2 separate regions of the Mus musculus genome follow, and region 2 is linked to region 1. A link is a contact called in public promoter capture Hi-C data. All regions are on one chromosome and are shown on one strand. Each heading gives the region's core, a stretch centred on a gene start, on an enhancer-like site or on the middle of the called end of the contact. The rest is flanking DNA. Distances are from core to core; before and after follow the strand shown.

Evidence for each region. Promoter capture Hi-C pulls out the DNA fragments that hold promoters and counts their contacts.
Region 2: a contact with region 1 is called in a promoter capture Hi-C map of liver, with 4 times the contacts expected there. The contact joins the promoter of Hs3st3b1 here to the enhancer-like site in region 1. A contact is called at or near these places in 2 of 39 promoter capture datasets (both in liver), 10 of 484 Hi-C or Micro-C datasets (the AML12 cell line, the N1E-115 cell line, epidermal suprabasal cells and 1 more), 2 of 115 datasets of contacts at active chromatin or transcription factors (embryonic stem cells and hepatocytes) and 1 of 9 other capture datasets (adipose tissue).

The regions. Positions count from the first base shown.
Region 1 is chr11:63,860,408-63,864,686 of GRCm38.p6, reverse strand. No RefSeq gene overlaps it. Among named protein-coding and RNA genes, the nearest start is that of Hs3st3b1, 60 kb to the left of the region's middle. Within about 2 kb of position 1,761, at least 40 of the 459 cell types and tissues checked have an H3K27ac peak or open chromatin away from gene starts, as enhancers often do. A contact at or near this core is called in the AML12 cell line, hepatocytes and liver, where this site is marked.
Region 2 is chr11:63,919,803-63,924,081 of GRCm38.p6, reverse strand. It overlaps Hs3st3b1 (heparan sulfate (glucosamine) 3-O-sulfotransferase 3B1), which reads left to right and starts at 1,798. Exons shown (of 2, transcript NM_018805.2): 1 at 1,798-2,748. The coding sequence starts at 2,195.

The DNA.
Region 1 (4,279 bases), core at 512-3,011:
TATTTTGTGTCCCAGGTTGGCTAAGCCTTTGACAGTCTGTTTTCTGTTCCTGAAAGGACTGCAGACTCTCTCTGTTCGGAAAGCTGCAAAAGTACAGAGATGTGGGTGTTAGTCATACCAGATCAGATGTCCCCCAGCCAGCCAATGAGCAGGCTCTGGGCACCAAAAAAAAAAAAAAAAAATCTGTGTTCTTTGGTACTAATTGTCAATTTGGGAATGTGTACAAGACCCCAGGCTTCCTGTCCCTTCCATGTGAGCATTTATAGATATATCACATATAGCTATATTGAGATCCTATGTGGATATAGAAGCATACATAAATGCTTTTGTTAATCACTTTCTGAGCATTACAGCAGTTTTCATGGCAATTTTGAGAGCTGAATGCCATTCAGTGACAGTATATGCCATAGTATGTGTTCCAATCCAATTCTATGAAGGAAGGTAAATTTCAGATGTTAGGTTTCAAACCTGGGACAAAAGGCTGAGGTGTCTATTTAACACGTCAAAGCAGACATGGCCACCAGGTTCTCCTTGCATCCCTCAGTCCCCACCTGTTAGAGGGTCCCCTACCCTAAGTGTCTCCAGCTCAGTGGTCTAGGCTGCTCTTCCTCTACAATCCCGGCATGGTGGCTCTCTCCTCTCTTGGTACTTTTGGGTCTCCTGGCTGCTGCACCTGGTTCCCTCTCCCTTCTCTCCCCACATGGTTCAGGGTCATGTCCACCCACGCGACTGACCCACATGTCCCTGCCTCTGGCTATGCTCTCCCTCCCACGTGTCTGCAATAAACGTTCTCCTTCACTAAACCTAGGACCAATTATGCTTCCTTTTCTTGTTCTCTCTCTCCCTCTCCCTCTCCCCCCCCTCCCCTCTTCATCCAGCCTTCAGGTTTGTGTAGCTGTGATCAGAACTGGGAATTTTGAGTCATATAAGTCAAAGTACTAAATAATTGTTTGGTATAGACTTATAAATTGTAAATTTCTGGGTCAAGGGAATAAACACTTTTAAGGCTTTTAATTAATGTCATCCAATTACTTGTCGGGAAATGTAAAGTGTGAATAAGAATTTAAAAACATAGATCCTGGCGTGGAATTACATGTGTATAGTGCTGAAGTAGGAGGCATTAGAAAGCTCGACCGCAGCTTGGGCTGTGGCGTGAGAACTGGTCAACAAACTAACCAGCCAACCCTCAAATACTCAAGCTTCTGCATCATATTACTTTATTTGTTTTGTCAAAAAAAAAATCAATCAGGGAGCCAGTGAGATGGCTCAGCAGGTACAGGAGCTTGCGGCTAAGCCTGGGGATATGAGTTCAATTCCTGCATCCCACATGGTAGAGGGAGAGAAGTGACTCTCTGACAGTTGTCATCCTGACCCACACATCAGTAAATAAAAGATTTAAAAAAATGAATTGGCATAAACTCGCAGCTGTTACATGTTTTCATTTTCATTACTGAGAAGAGAGGGTGAGGAAGAAAGAAAGAAAGAAATCAAGGAAGGAAGGAAGGAAGGAAGGAAGGAAGGAAGGAAGGAAGAAAGAAAGAAAGAAAGAAAGAAAGAAAGAAAGAAAGAAAGAAAGAAAGAAAGAAAGGAAGGAAGGAAGAAAGGAAGAAAGGCAGGAAGGAGTAATAAGTGCAAAAGCACTCGTCTGAACTACACAGACATTTTTAACACATTCAGTTTAAACTAAATGACACTGCACTTTCCAAGTGTTTGCTTTTGATGGTTTTCTTGCCAAGTCCATACTTCTTACTGGGCTCCAGTCATTGGCTTTGATCCCTGTTTGTGACTCATGTACCTTTGTGGTTTGTTGTCACCCAGGGCCCATCCTCCAATGTTTGCAATTTACCTTTGGTATAGGCAGGGTTTTTTTTTTCCCCTTGATTTTCTTTCTTTCTTTCTTTCTTTCTTTCTTTCTTTCTTTCTTTCTTTCTTTCTTTCTTCCTTCCTTCCTTCCTTTCTTTCTTTCTTTCTTTCTTTCTTTCTTTCTTTCTTTCTTTCTTAAAGCCAGAATCTGAGTTGGTAGGATACTGGAGAGAACCCACAAAGCTTTTTCTTTGAAGACCTAGTATAATAACTAAGGCCTGGATGGAGACCTTAGAGAAGGATTTGTTGTTTTGTAAGCAAAATGTTAAGAATGTGTTTTCAAAACAGAATGTTTAAAAAGGGGGAGAAGGCAGTCGTGGTTCCTCTTTCCTTGTGGCAGATCTGAAGTAGAAGAAAGAAGTCCTTGAACCTATACTCTCCCCATCTATTTACTGACTCTATCAGGCTGCCCCGGGGCCCCTGGGAGCCCAGGTCAAATGGCCAATCAATCCAAGTTAAACAAGTTATTTGCTTCAAGAAGAAACAAAGAGAAGCAACCTTTCTTTCTAACCACCCAGCTGAGCCAATGAAACTGCTCGCCCTCTTCCCTCCCCCTTCCTTTCCCTTGTTTGCTGTAGTGTTGACAGTCAGCTCAGTGCAGCAGGACAGGAACAGAGTGGTGACTTCAACAGAAAGAACAGGATAATGCTTGAAAGCAACAGACACTGGGGTCAAAGGCCAAAGGACCAGACCAAGATCAAGGGATATAGATAACTAGGGTCAGTGCCTACCCTAACCCCTGGTCACCAGGAGGGTGGCAGGGACCAGGAAGCTGCACAGCACACTGTGGGTCACAGTCACCCAGTCAGGGTTGCTGGAACTGCTGGGGCAGAAGCTTACCCAACCCAGCAGAAGATCCTCCAGGGATTCTCTTCGGAGATCCTGGAGGTGCAGAAACTGGATATAGTTGACCAGTATAAGTTGAGGAAGCTGGAATCCCAGCGCTTGATGAAAACAGTGCCCTGTCACTGCTCTGGAAAACAGAGCTTTACTGTATCTTGCCTGGGCTAGTCTGTCTTTGGGACAGCTGGAATCTCCTGAAGAGAAGGCACAAGCTGTGAAAGCAGGCTCTTCATTCGAAAGATCCTTGCTCAGCCATGTTTAATAGGAACCAGAGAAAGAAATGAAGATAAAGAAAGAGGCAGCTTTTGATGTGCACTTCTTGAGGTCCTAGCCATAGCATGCAGAAGCAGGAACAGAGACTAAGCTGTTGTGTAGGTAGTCGGTATGGGAAGGTGATTGTAAGAAACAGCGGTTGGAAGCTGACAGGGTGGGTGGTGTTGCACAGAACTGCACAGTGGGCAACTAGGCTCAACATTCCCTGTGAACTCCAAGGGATCCTGGAGAACAGTTCATCTCCCTCAGGAGGAAGGAAGGGGCAGTTCTTGCAAGCCATCATCTGGGGACTTTCCAGAGATTGAAACTTTCTGGGTTTTTTACTTGGCTATGTGAACTCTAATGTCCAGAAAGACTCCCAAAAAGGGGAGAGGGGAAGTGGTTGGAGCCATTCTGGTTAGTGTGCATGGCAGAGGTGGGCGGCAGAGTACTGGTCAATAAATAACTTGACATTCCATTCAGAGACACTCAGGATCCCTCCACGGAAATCCTCAGTTTCACTGGTCAAAAGCACACTTCTCCTGCGGCGTCCTTGTCGCCAGCCCCTCCATCTGCTTGTGTGGGTTTTCTTGTCAGCTCAGGAATACATCTCATGAGTTTTAGTACAAATCCAGGCTTCCAATGCAATGAAATATAAATTACGGCAGCCTCCAAAGGCAGCCAAACGTCTAGTTAAAATGACGGAGGACATGACCTCAGTGGGCAGCCGTGGGGCCGTGTAGACCCACGTGCCAAGTTCGTAGTTTCTGAGACTGTGGTCTTCTGACAGTTTTGACTCATGTTTTACATAATCATCTATTATCTTAATTTGTAGCATTTCTTTGAAACTCACCCGAGGGCATGTTCTTTCAGAAGCTCAATTACATGCAGTTGGTTGTCTGACAACCTCTTGGCAAACAGTTTTTGCGAGAGTAGGATTTGTGTTTTGACAGGCGGGAGGACACAGCCGCTTCTCAACAGGTGCCTCTGGGCGGGCACTCTAGGTGAGGGGGAAAACCATGCTGGAAATTTCCTGTAAGGATTCTGCTCCCCCCCCATTTTTTTTTATTTAGTTAATTTTATGTATATGGGAGTTTTACCAGCCTTTGCATGTATCATGTTAGGGCAGTGCATCAAGAGACTGAAGAGGATGTCGGCTCACATGGAACTAGAGTTACAGATGGTTGAGAGTTGCCATGTGGGTGCTGGAAATTGAACCCAGATTCTCTCCAAGCAGCCACTCAGGCATCTCTTCTGCCCCTTAAAGATTTACTTTTATTTACATGTATGTGTGTGACTGTATGTAGTGTGTGTGGATAAT
Region 2 (4,279 bases), core at 549-3,048, 59 kb before region 1:
GCGACGGCGGTGGGGAGGGGTGTGGAAACCCTAGAAATCCTAACAGCTGCAATAAAGGAGAAGAAAGAAAAGTGTCCTCCGACTAAATGATTTCCCTCTCAACCGTTTTGTAGGAAATTGTCTTGGGCTAGACACATAGGGATGTCAAAAGAGTATAGCAAGAGCGCAGAGGTCCGGTGGCGGCCGCTCTGTCATCTTTGGTCACCGCTATGGCTAGGATGCACTTCAAATCCGAGGTGCACAACTCAAACCTACTTTTTTAGCTTGGCTCTACCGTCCGGAAGCCGGACCGTGGAGGAGCAGCAAGAGCTCTGGGCACTTGGGGACATTAATTCCGGGAGGGAGACAGTATGCACTCTGATTACCCCCACACTGTCTCAAATAGTTGAGTAAAGGGAGAAAGGATAAGATCGGTTCCGCTTCGCCCGCCGGTGCCCACCGGGAAGTGCAAGGCGCCTGTGGCCGCAGAGTGAGTCACCTCCTGCGTCCCCGCGGCCTGCACGGGGGTCGGAAGGAATGAAAATTCTGTCCCGGAACCGCACGCAGCCTGGCGTTGGAGGCCTTTCGGTCTTGCGGAAAATGGATTCCAGGCACCGAAAGGCTCTCAAGCCGCCACTTGGGTGAACGTCCCCATCCCGACTTTCCTAACTCCGATCGCCAGCGCAGAAATTTGGCCAGGCATCAGCGCCCGAGCTTCCCTCACCAGAGCTGACAGTTTCTGAGAAGACCCCTTTCCGGGCCGCCCCCCTGGACAAAGGTGCGAAACAAGGAAGCCTCGGAGTGGATTTTCACCATTAAATAAGTGCTAGTCACTACTCCTGAATTTACCCCATATCAACATTCGACTTAAAAAAAAGTTATTGGGGGAAAACGCCTAGGATTCAGTACAGAGTCATAGGTCAGAAACCCAACCAATCTTCTAAGCAGGGGCGGATGCCGGCTTAATTGTTTGTTCAAGAGAAAGAAGTTAGAACATCTATCAAATTAATGATGCCAAGGAACAGATACCCATATAAAACTCCGACATGTGACTTTAAGTTTCAACTAGTGTCTTTAAACTAAACAACCTTCCTTCTCTCTGTTCACCCCCCAGGCCTTTTCAGGAGAGTTTGGAAAGAGTGAGATAGTGTTTACGTCTGTCCCTATTAAGCGCCAGGCACAGGGAGACCATTCTGGACAATATTGAGAGAGCGGGAAAGTTAGTGACTTCCGCCGAGGTTTTCCCTACTTAAACTTCCTAAATCAGGGTCTGTTGGAGGCCCTTCCCTGAGCCCCGATTATGAAACTGGGTTTGCGGGTGGGGCTGGAAACACGTCTGGTCGGCTTTCCCTCTTCCATCCCTGTCTCTTTTCTGCAGCTTTTACACTCAGGAGCCGGATGGCGGGACCCTTGGATGAGGACTGGCATCTTTGTCACATAGGCAACTATAGCCAAGACTGGCCTCAGAAGCGAGTGTGGAAAAGCGCGCGTGTATAAGAGAGCGCCACTCAACCGGGTGGGACCTCTTTCAGCGTTGGGTCACTCCAGCATCCTCACCATCTGCTCCTGTCACCAGCCGATGGCCTCGCCTCCCTGAACCCGCCCCTTGAATTCTGAAGCCAATAGCAACCCCATACTGCTCTACCCCCCTTCGCGAACCCTTTCCACACCCCCACGTTCCGAGAGACGATTGGCTGTTTCGACTTGGGTGAAGCTCCGGCATTTGCATGCTGCTCGCGCCTCCTGGTAGGTAGCGCAGCCCGTCACTCGGAAGGCCGGGACCGCCCACTCCACCTCAGTGCTGGGCTCTCTTCCTGCGCAGTTCTCCGCCGCAGCCTCAGCGGGCAAGCGCCGGGGCTGCTCTCAATCTCCTGGCTGCGAGGAGGCAGCCCCGGCGAGCTGTCGTGCGCCCCGTCCAGAGTTACTGAGTGCGGGGCACAGCGTAACTGACAGCGCGTCTGCTCACAGTTCCCGTCGCCTGGACTTAGCTTTCCAACCCCGGCTTCTCGTGGGCATCATGTCAAGAGCCGTCGCCGCTGCAACCGCCGCCGCCACCCGGGGAAGAGCCGCAGCCTCGGCAGCCGCGCGCGCAGGAGGGCAATAAACCGAATCACTCCGGGCTCAAAGTGGCAGGGGACCGTCGCGGTGCTCTCTGTTCCGGCGGGACTCCTGCCATGTGCTGAGCCATGCCCCTGGCCGCGCCCGCGGGCCGCGTATGGGGCAGCGCCTGAGCGGCGGCCGGTCCTGTCTCGATGTCCCGGGCCGGTTCCTGCCGCAGCCGCCGCCGCCCCCGCCGCCGGTGAGGAGGAAGCTCGCGCTGCTCTTCGCCATGCTTTGCATCTGGCTGTACATGTTTTTGTACTCGTGCGCCGGCTCCTGTACCGCCGCTCCCGGCCTGCTGCTCCTGGGCTCGGGGTCCCGCGCTACTCACGCTCAGCCAGCCCTGGTCACAGCTCCGAATGAGACATCCCCTAAGATGCCCTTCCGGGCACCTCCGGCCAATTCGCTGGCTGCAGGCAAGGATAAGACAGTAGGCGCTGGGAGCCAGGAGGAGCAGAGTCCAGAGGCGCCGGACTCCCCCAGTCCCATCTCCAGCTTCTTCAGCGGCGCTGGGAGCAAGCAGCTGCCGCAGGCCATCATCATCGGGGTGAAGAAGGGCGGCACGCGGGCATTGCTGGAGTTCCTGCGCGTGCACCCCGACGTGCGCGCCGTGGGCGCCGAGCCCCACTTTTTCGACCGCAGCTACCACAAGGGTCTTGCCTGGTACCGGTGAGTTTCCTCTCCAGGGGCCGCTGCGCCGGCCGTGATCCCGACCGTGAGCCCCCACCGGCCGTTGCGCGTCAGGTGGGGAGGGAAGCAGGGGTACAACTTCCGTCAATTTAGGGCGGGCGGGGACCAAAGTGCGACCGCACATTGCTGGTGGACAGTTGGGGAGAAATCAGATGCTCCGGAGTAGGCTGAGACAGCCACCTACAGAAACTTTTAGCTTGGCACCGTTGGCTGGTATGCTGCGCCCTAGAACCATTTAGGTGATCTCTCCACAAAGACACCCACCCGGCAGCTACTGGGAAAGCGCCGGAGGAACCGGTTACCTTTTGGCTGTGGCCGCATCCCACGCGAATAACTCGGAGTGGTTAGGATTTTGTCTCTCTTGCAGCCAGGGACGCGGGGAGGAGTGTTGTGCGCCTCTGGGTCACAGCCTTTAACGAGCACCAACTGCTAGAGTCGCTTCTGCTGCCCAGATGGGGAGAGGGGCGCAGGCTAAGGCTCAGAGCCAAGGGTGTTTTGAGTCTAACTTTTTGTTACAATTCTTCTTGTTGCCGCAACCCGAAGGGGGTCTGACCCGCTCAGCTTGCGAGGCGCTTGTGCTAGGGAGGGTAACCGGGAGGCTGCGCGACTTTGCTGGCTGCGGCGCGCCGGGCGTGGAGCTGTGCTGGTCCCTGTCGGGCAAAGGCGCGCACTGCAGCGCGCAGCCTCTTTGAAGGCTTCTGGGCGCCCGAGGCGCTGCCGGCGCAGCCGCTTCGCCTTCCCGGTCTCGGTGCTGGGAGCGCCAAGACAAGGACGTGTATTTCTGCGGACCTGGTACATGTCCGACCTCAAAGAATATCCCTGGGCCATTGATTGAGAAATGAGGGTTGTTTCGGGGTCGTGGCTTCCGGCTGTGAGCCCAGTTCTAAAGGGACCGAGGCTCCCGGGTCACATTCACGACCTCTGCCCACTGCATCCCGGGCTGCTGGTTTGGTGTGAGTTGCTGGAGGGGTCACACCCCAGTTTCCGGAAACCCAGCCGGGTCCTCAGCGCTTTAGGTCATCACCCAGCATTAGCGTCTCCCTCGATTTTTTTCCCCCCAGACCCAATTACTTTCAAAGAGCATCAGGATTTCCGAAAACAAGGAGAAACACGAACCGAACCCGGCTCTCTGCCTCGACCATACTTTCTAGGACACGGATGGCGTGGCAAATAAAAGGGCCTGACCCTGAGGATTAAAGCAGCTTCCTTCCCAGCCTCTCTCGCCCCCTCCCCTTTGTTCTTTACTACTATTATTATTATTTTAAATTGGGAAGAGTTGCCCAAGTCTGGAGGTTTAAGCCAGCAGTGACGGTCTCCTTTCTCACAGTTCCCAGAACACTGCGGGCTAAGAATGGAGACTCCGGGTGCAACGCTCGGATTCTCGTCCGATGAGTCCTGGGTCTCATCCGGGCACTGGGAATAACTTGGATTCTGGCTGGGCCTGGAAGGGTGAATCCTTGGGTGCAGCCAGGAGCAGTTTACCACGGGGGCCTTCGCTATCTGTAGGCTG